2 separate regions of the Mus musculus genome follow, and region 2 is linked to region 1. A link is a contact called in public Hi-C data. All regions are on one chromosome and are shown on one strand. Each heading gives the region's core, a stretch centred on a gene start, on an enhancer-like site or on the middle of the called end of the contact. The rest is flanking DNA. Distances are from core to core; before and after follow the strand shown. Region 1 has its middle 340 kb from the start of Csnka2ip. Region 2 has its middle 49 kb from the start of 4930453N24Rik.

What was found. Hi-C and Micro-C count contacts between places; a contact is called where the count stands out from the background.
Region 2: a Hi-C map of cortical neurons shows a contact between it and region 1, with 4 times the contacts expected there. The contact joins two enhancer-like sites. A contact is called at or near these places in 4 of 484 Hi-C or Micro-C datasets (the HPC-7 cell line, cerebral cortex, cortical neurons and 1 more) and 1 of 115 datasets of contacts at active chromatin or transcription factors (embryonic basal ganglia).

What each region holds. Positions count from the first base shown.
Region 1 is chr16:64,262,952-64,267,224 of GRCm38.p6, forward strand. No RefSeq gene overlaps it. Among named protein-coding and RNA genes, the nearest start is that of Csnka2ip, 340 kb to the right of the region's middle. Within about 2 kb of position 2,315, at least 21 of the 459 cell types and tissues checked have an H3K27ac peak or open chromatin away from gene starts, as enhancers often do. A contact at or near this core is called in cortical neurons, where this site is marked.
Region 2 is chr16:64,719,524-64,724,156 of GRCm38.p6, forward strand. No RefSeq gene overlaps it. Among named protein-coding and RNA genes, the nearest start is that of 4930453N24Rik, 49 kb to the right of the region's middle. Within about 2 kb of position 2,153, at least 4 of the 459 cell types and tissues checked have an H3K27ac peak or open chromatin away from gene starts, as enhancers often do. A contact at or near this core is called in cortical neurons, where this site is marked.

The DNA.
Region 1 (4,273 bases), core at 1,065-3,564:
CCAAATGAACAGCTCCGACTACAAAATCACAGAGCGAAAGTGTGTCCTCAGGACATAAAGGGAGAAAGGTAGAAGGCAGGATTGGTGAGAAATAACCAAGTAAAAATCCATGAAAAGTATTTTAGATTGCTGAACATGGCAGGGTGGGGTCGGGGAAAGCAAGCAATAAATTTGACCAGAAAGTCAAAGTTTTACTATGAGAAACATGCAGAGGCAAAACAACAGCCACTCGATGATCTGTCTTGAATTGGGGCAAAGGTAAGCGCTGCTTGATCTTTTAAGAATGCAGGCTCAAAAAAAAAATGCAAAAGATGCTTACACAATATTCTTCCACCTCCCTCATTTACAGAGAGTCTCAACATGCCCTCAGTATGTTAAAGAAGGTATTATGGAATGGATAACCTGATGCATTGTAGGTGTGGCTTATTTGATGTCTGCCTAGCGTGAATAAAGTCCTGTGGTCAACCTCCAACACCACAGAAAATGCACTTCTGAAAATCTAGCATTCACGATTTGGAAGCAGGAAGTCAAGAGTTCAAGGCCATCCTCAGATACAAAGCATATTTTATTTCCATGATAGCCTGGAATACATGAGATACTAGAACAAACAATACACAAAATTATGATAGCATTTAACATTCTAGTTAGTTAAATTATATCTAATTGTAAATCTTCTGACACAATATATATTTATCCACTCATTTCCTTATCAATAATAAATTATACTGTAACAGTATAGATTACTTTTTCATACAGTCAACCTCTAAATATTTGTGACACATTACCAGAGGGAATGATGTTGAATTGTTAATATTTATCACTTCTATACTTAGAATGCATTTTTAATGCTAAGTATTTAAAACATTAACTCAATCATTTGTTGCTGATACCCTTGAATGGACGTGATGGATGGATGATAGATAGATGGATTGATTCTCTGTAATTTAGAATATATCCAAATATTTTATAAATTATAGAAAGACATGATATTAATAGAGAAATGCTCCCTGTAGTGTTTTCTTTATATGTCTTTCATTTATCATGTGTATAAGAGCAGTCATAGGATATTATGCGAACCTCTTTGTTGGTTATCCTATTTATTGAAAGGAAGGCCTGACTCCTGCAAATTGTCCTCTGACATCTACATTTGTACTCTGAGATGTACATGCATATACTCATAGATGCTCAGACACAAAGACACACACACACAAACATACTAAGATACATAGAGATAAACAAAGGCACAACATACAAGCAAACATTCATGCACACATACATGTGCAAAATAAAGAAATAAATGTTTAAACCAATGAGAAGATTCTCAGAGGAGAATGTGTGGACTAAAATAGCCTATGGCAGAAATCAGTAATTTTAACTCAGAAGTTAGTACATTTTCCTAAGTAGGTGATGTTGGAAGATTCCTAAAACAATATAAAATATCATCAGTTTTCAAGCCAAATAATGCTCCCAGACATAAGCCAGTCATTTTATCTAAAACTATCAGGATCCCATGACTTATTACTAAGAATTTCTGAATTATTTTTTCTTTTCCATACATTTGACATCTGCCCTGGATTTCCTTAAATTTCTCTGGGAAGAAATGTTTTTCAGTACTTTTCTTCTCCTTATCTTTTGACTGTTAATCTAAGACTTTCATTCAAATGACCAAATTAAAAACAAACAAAACATGTTTTCTGAAAACTGTATTAACCATGGCTAGAATTTTAATAAAAACATCGAAGAAATTAATGTGCCTACCAACATACTAAATATGCATGTACTTCCCTTAAGAAATGAGGATAAATTTAAAATGTGGCCAAATCTCAGTTTTTGAGCAAACTGTAATGATAGGACTGTTTTATAATTAGTATAAAAATATTTGAGTCAAGACCTTTTGCCTGAGTTATGGAAGGCAGGGCTTTTTGTTTTATACACATATGAGGATCATGCATTATCTTTGCTTGTTTCCCTGTCTACCCTTCTTCTAGGTACCACTGGTACTTTTAAAACATTATTTCCAAAGAATGAACACTGCTACCACACTTGGCAAGCAACAACTGTGCTTCCAGAATGTGTCATAATCTGTCACAGATCTGCTTCATTATTTAGTTAAACTTGGAGGGGGGAAACAGATTCTTTTTCTCTATCCAAAGGCACTTTTTGTAGAATAAATTATATACAAATACACGACACAAAAGAAACGGAATAAGAAAAGAAAATTGACATTTTGATTTGTGGACTCTCCAGTAGGTCTATCATTCATCGAGAAAAATATCACTATTGTCACTCTGCTCGGGCACGGAGACTAATTGGCACAGCTGTGGCTGAACAGGCTTTCTGCAGGGAATGCTGCCTTGCAAAGAAACACAAGGCACCAAAGGACTTGCAGGTGTTATGAATTGGGTCTAAAAGATGAGACTGAGTCTGATTAGGGAGAGCTAAAGATGTATAGATGTGTCTTTCTAAACATTGAGCTACTAATATGCTTTTTTGTGTGGATGACAGTTCATTCATTGAGAAATATTTCAGAATTTGTACTCCGTTCAAAGCCATGTGCTGAGCGCCAGCCTTAGCGTAGGAAGCCAGGAAAAGTCATTCTTGTGGGAAAGACAGAGATCTGCATAGAAATGAGCACTTCTCCTTCCTCTGGAGTAGCACAGAGCATTGTTTTAGTTTTCTTTCTGTGTTTGCCGCTCTCATCCATAACCATTGAAGTGACGATGAAGGTTAATGATATTCAACACTCCGCAGATTGAATAGGTGAAATCATTTGCCCAAAGTCATATCCAGGTTCCTTGATTGCCAATTTGAAGAAATACTGACTTTACTAACATTTCATATGAAGGGGTTTGATAAGAATTCATGACCATAGAATATCCCTACCAAGACTAGGTGTTTCAAACTGCGTTCCAATACCAGAAATCTGTTTATACTTTTCTGATAATAGGCTCGTCTTCAGCATCTTCAGAAGTACACGAGAGAAGGAAGAATAAGGCTGCTTATTTTTTTAATTATTGGGTATTTATTTCATTTACATTAAGGCTTCTTTTTGAGTTACAGCACAAGATTAATTTGGAAATTTCTCCAAGACAGAGGATCTCTTAGTCTCCAGCACTTTCATTCTGTATAGTCCTATTTAATGACATCTTTAATTTTCTGGGGAAACTGGGAATTTAGAGTCTGTGGGCATCTATTTATTTATCTCTGAAGCTTATAAATTTTTTAGACAAATCAAGCACTATGGATAAAAAAAAAACTGTCAGAATCAAAGAATAACATCGGGATAAAATGTTCCCTTATCTGACACATCTTTTTCTTTTAATTAGGTATTTATTTCATTTACATTTCCAATGCTATCCCAAAAGTCCCCCACATGCTCCCCCATCCACTCCCCCACCCACCCACTCCCACTCTTGGCCCTGGCGTTCCCCTGTACTGAGGCATATAAAGTTTGCACGACCAATGGGCCTCTTTCCACTGATGGCCGACTAGGCCATCTTCTGATACACATGCAGCTAGAGACATGAGCTCTGGGGGGTACTGGGTAGTTCATATTGTTGTTCCACCTATAGGGTTGCAGATCCCCCCAGCTCCTTGGGTGCTTTCTCTAGCTCTTCCATTGGGGGCCCTGTGATCCATCCAATAGATGACTCTGAGCATCCACTTCTGTGTTTGCTAGGCCCCGGCATAGTCTCACAAGAGACAGCTATATCTGGGTCCTTTCAGCAAAATCTTGCTAGTGTATGCAATGGTGTCAGCGTTTGGAAGCTGATTGTGGGATGGATCCCTGGGTATGGCAGTCTCTAGATGGTCCATCCTTTTGTCTCAGCTTCTTAATTGATGTAAATACAATAAGAAATATGTGGGGATGGAGAGGTGCCCCAAGGATTAAGAGTACTATCCACTCTTCCAGGGGACTCATTAGGATCCAAGTGCCCAGGTCAGGTGCCTTCCTGAGTCCTAGTTCTAAGGCTTTAATGGCTTTTGGTCTCTATCAGCAATCACACTCATGTGTATGCATGCATACACACAGAAATATGAATTGTTTAAAGAGAAATATTATGAAAACACAGTAAAACCCTAAAATGTTATATCCTGTGAATGAACATAGCATTTATCCTTAACATCACTCTAAGTAATATTTTTGTGGTAATTTAATTTATTCTTGCCAGAAAACTGACAGTGTAGATGTAATTGTTATTCCATTCACATGGATGTGAGGACTAAGCCACAGAACAATTAAAAAAAAAGTTCCATGACAACTCAACCAAGA
Region 2 (4,633 bases), core at 903-3,402, 460 kb after region 1:
ACACGCTCTCCTTTCGAAGAGAAATGGCAGCTCCGTGAGATAAACTGTAGCTGGGTCTAAGGCAGAACAACAATTATTTTGACCCACACAGTCCAACGTAAGGCTTAAGCCTTGTTTTAACCACGGATTGGTTTATATAGTAAATGTTGATATCACGGTGCTGAGGCGGATCCCATGGTGTGTTGACACTGAGTTCTTAAAGGGTAAAGTTTGCATCCTAACTTTTGGTTGCATGGTAACTGTATGAAGATGCTCTTTTAGAGGTAGACAGTTTTGATCAACTGTTCCTCTTTGCAAAGTGAAATTAAACTCATAATCTGGAGTTGCTTCAAGCACAGTGAGTCTAAACCAAACAATATTCTATGGAAATTACCCTTCTTTCTTCCACCTGATTCTGATATTTGGATGTCAACCTTGTTGTCATTATTAAGCACACGTGTTAAATATGGTCTTTTATAATAGCCTCTGAAAAAAAAACGATACAATTTCAAAAATCTTCATGTTTTACTCATGAAAGAATCATTGTATAAAGACTCTCCTATTGATGTTCCACTGTGTGACATCTTACTCTGCTGTGATTAAATATCAGCCTCTCTGAGTTTCGGTTTACTCCCCTTAAGATGAGGGACTAGCTTGGATAACCTTATGGTTTTTCCATATCTCTGAGCCTGTGTAAACTGAGCACCAGTCAAACTGCATGAAACCACTAATAATTCAAACAGAGTGGCCTTTTATTATAACCCAGATAGCTAAAAAGATTTCTGAGTCTTCTGAAGTTCAAACCATGAGTCATTACAGGAAGTCAAGTAGGAATCATTAAGCAAGCCAAATGGTGCACAATTGGTATAGGGGAAAAAAGACAAAATACAGGCAAGGCAAAAACATAAACCACTTATAATCTTGACACCCAGATAGTCTCATCCTTAAGATGTTAATTGGCAGAAATGAAGACAAAGAAGTAGAAGAGTAATGGGGAAATACAGATGGTAAGGATGGTAAAACTGGCACAGATGTGGACGGAGATATGGTACCTGCAGGCAAAGTGATGCAAGGAGATGCACAGTTGACATATCATTTTTAAACAATATTTTAGATTATTTAGATATTTTAAAAGCATCACAATTATTTCGACATACCCCACCTATGCGTATGAATATATATTGATTTTTCTAAATGTCATAAAATCTGATGGCTACTTCTTTAAAGTTACTATTGTATGCATGGGGGGGGGATGAGTTGAGGTGGGGCATCATTTTGGAGGTCAGAGGACAACTTTGAACTATCAGGTCTCTCCTTCCATCTTTTAGATGCAATGTCTCTCTTGCTTCTGCCACTGGGCTGCATGCTCAGGATAGATGCTCTATACATTTCTGAGCAATTCTCTCATGTCACCACAGAAGTGCTAGGATTGTAGATGTATACCACAACCTCAGCATTTTTATATGGGTCCTGGAGATTGAACTCAGGTCATAAAGTTCACACAGAGCATGCTTTTTCTCATTAAGCTGTCTCGACGACCCCCAGAGCTATATTTTATATATCTATAATTAAGTAAACTTATCAAAAATAAAAAGTAGAATATGAAGTCTATACAAATTTTTAAAACTTTTATTTTTTAGGAAGGTTATCTCTCTGTGTAGTCCTGGCTCACCTTCACTTACTATGTAGAACCAGTTTGGCCTCCAGCCCAGAGATCTGCAGGTCTTCTTCTTTCCAGCCCTAAGATTAAGTAAGTAATGATAGCACGGCAAGCAGGGGATTTAAACATACAGAGCCTGCTCCCTCTAGGTGAGGTCTTAGCAGGTCTCTCATCCTGCTAGGCAGAAAGGATCACTCCTTCATTTTTTGACACTCGCATGTGCTCTTAAGCATCCCTGATCAGGGCATTGAAGGTAGGAAACAAGAGAAATCCCCATTCCTCTCTCTCTCTCTCTCTCTCTCTCTCTCTCTCTCTCTCTCTCTCGCTCTCTTTCTGCCCTTCAAAGATTACCTAAGCCCTAGACCCTATTTCTTTTGAGGCAAACACCAAGCAACCAATATTCCTTATTAAAACATCTGAGCCTTGAGTGGTAAACTCTTGTCCTGTGAGTAGAGTCATGTTAACTTTGCCGTCGCTAGATTGCCCAGGCAGCAGCAGGAAAACATGCCCGTCACTATTCACAGGAGGACGTATGTAATTTGGAAGTATATTCACGCAGGCCACCAGATCTGTCTGGGAAAAGATTCAAAAGGATGCCTTTTTCCCTGAAAGCCCAGAATAGAAGCAGCATTTTATAGGAGCAAGTCACTCTGTGAAAAAGATAAAAAAGAACAGAGATGGAGAAAGCCAGCTCTGACAATGAGAGAGATGTGAGAGCAATACCTGTGTGTGCTATCCATGGCAGGGAGGGGTTGAGGAGGTTGACTAGCTGTGATAGAATGGGATGGATTATTTTAAGAACTTTGCTTCTCTCACACAGAAATCACCAGATCCAGAAGGGAGGGGCTGGTGATCCTGAGAGGGTTGGGAGCCTTGGGGAAGTCACAGTGAGAAAAGGAAACTGCAGTGACCAACACATCCCAAAACAGAAGCAAAATCTGGGACTCACCGATACACCTACAAAGGCCATATAGTCGATTCCTGTCCTATAGCCTAATCCACTATAGAAAGTTTTCTCATTAATTGGGGATGAAAACTGCAGGTCCTCCTTATAGGATGCAGGCTGTACACTGCCATAGACTTCAAATCTATGCTTCTTTTATATCTGTGTAGTAACTCTAAATACAGACCTGCACTGAAAGTAAAGAAGCTGGGAATTGGCTTGTAGGAATGCCTTACAGAAAAGAGGCTGTTCTAGATTTTCTGGGGCACGGTTGGGATGCATTCTAAGGACTAACACAAAGGTCTTTAATGTCACTTATTATTGTTCTCTATAAAAGCAAATAGCAGTTCAACCTGCCTCAGAGAAGTCTGCAGGTAGGGTAGGTAGTCTCAAGGCAATAGCAAAACACCATGCTGAGCTGAGGACTTGGTGCAGTTGATGAACTGCTTGCCCTCCAAGCATGAGGACCTGAGTTTAAGCCCCAGCATCTATGTAAAAAGCCAGTTGTCAAGCTTGTGATTCTAGTGCTAATGTGATGGAGTCAAACAGGTCCACAGGCTGAGTGACCAGACTGCCTAACCTTCTTCTTTTTTTTTTTTCAACGAAAATATAACTTTTTTATTGTATATTTTCTTTATTTACATTTCAAATGGTATCCCCTTTCCTAGTCCCCATCCCCAGAAATCCCCTATCCTATCCCTCCCTCCCCCTGCTTCTATGAGGGTGTTCCCCCACCCAACCACTCCCACCTTCCCTCCCTCAAATTCCCCTACACTGGGGATCGGGCGTTAACCCCAGAACAGCAAGAGACTCTGACTCCAAAGAAATGTGGATGACTCTTGAAGAGCATCACCAAGAGTTGTCCTCTGATCTTCTATTTACACATCACACACGAGAGAGAGACAGAGAGAGACAGAGAGAGACAGAGAGAGAAGAGAAGAGAGGAGAAGAGAAGAGAAGAGAGGAGAGGAGAGGAGAGGAGAGGAGAGGAGAGGAGAGGAGAGGAGAGGAGAGGAGAGGAGAGGAGAGGAGAGGAGAGGAGAGGAGAGGAGAGGAGAGGAGAGGAGAAGAGAAGAGAAGAGAAGAGAAGAGAAGAGAAGAGAAGAGAAGAGAAGAGAAGAGAAGAGAAGAGAAGAGAAGAGAAGAGAAGAGAAGAGAAAGAGGAAGAGAGAGAGAGAACCCTAATGTCTTTCCATATCTCTCTCTTCCCACTGGCCAAAAATGACTGCTGTAGTTCTAGGGGATGGTGTATCCTGGTATTCAAAGACAGAAAAGGTCAGGGTTCATTCCTTTTTGCTTTTTATGACCGATGTAACAATCTCCCTGAAACTGCCTGGACCAGTTTAGAACTACATAAATCATAAAGTAGGTTCAATATAGAATATTTAACATGGGATATACTAACTATAATAAAAATAGTCATAAGATACAGATAAGCAAAGGAAGCCAGATGTGGTTGGAAAGACTTTTTTCCAGAGACAGAATAGCAAATATTTGTGTTTAAGTCCCCTCTGAGCCATACTGATTTGGAGTTTATGGGAAAAGCTAGTTCCACACTTGCTGATCCATTGCCAGGCAAAGGCACTCAGGTGTATGGGTGGTCAGTAGAAGCGGCTAACAGCAGAAGCCGCTCTGTGCAATTCCACCACCACCCTGTCCCTGCCACACAGGCAGCTGTCCAGGCCAGGGCTGCACAGGCCAAGGCAGATCCTGTTCTGGGCTTGTGGCTAAGACAGGTTCCACCTCCTGTCTCCACAGTCACCCTGCAGATCCGCAGTTCTGGCTGCCCTAGCCAGAAGCCTCCTTCTCCAGCAGTGACTTTCTAGTGCCCTCTACTGAGCAGTTTTAACATCAACCTCATTGTCAAGAACTGTTTGCAGGAACTCTGGCTTGATCCTTGATCATAGAAGCAACCCAGAGCCAGAGGAGTTTCTCTCATTTAGCATTGGCCAGAGTATGATATACACATGCTTATGGCAATAACAAGTGTATCCTAGGTACACACCCAAAGGAATATGCCAGCATACTGTAGAGATGCTGGCACACCCATG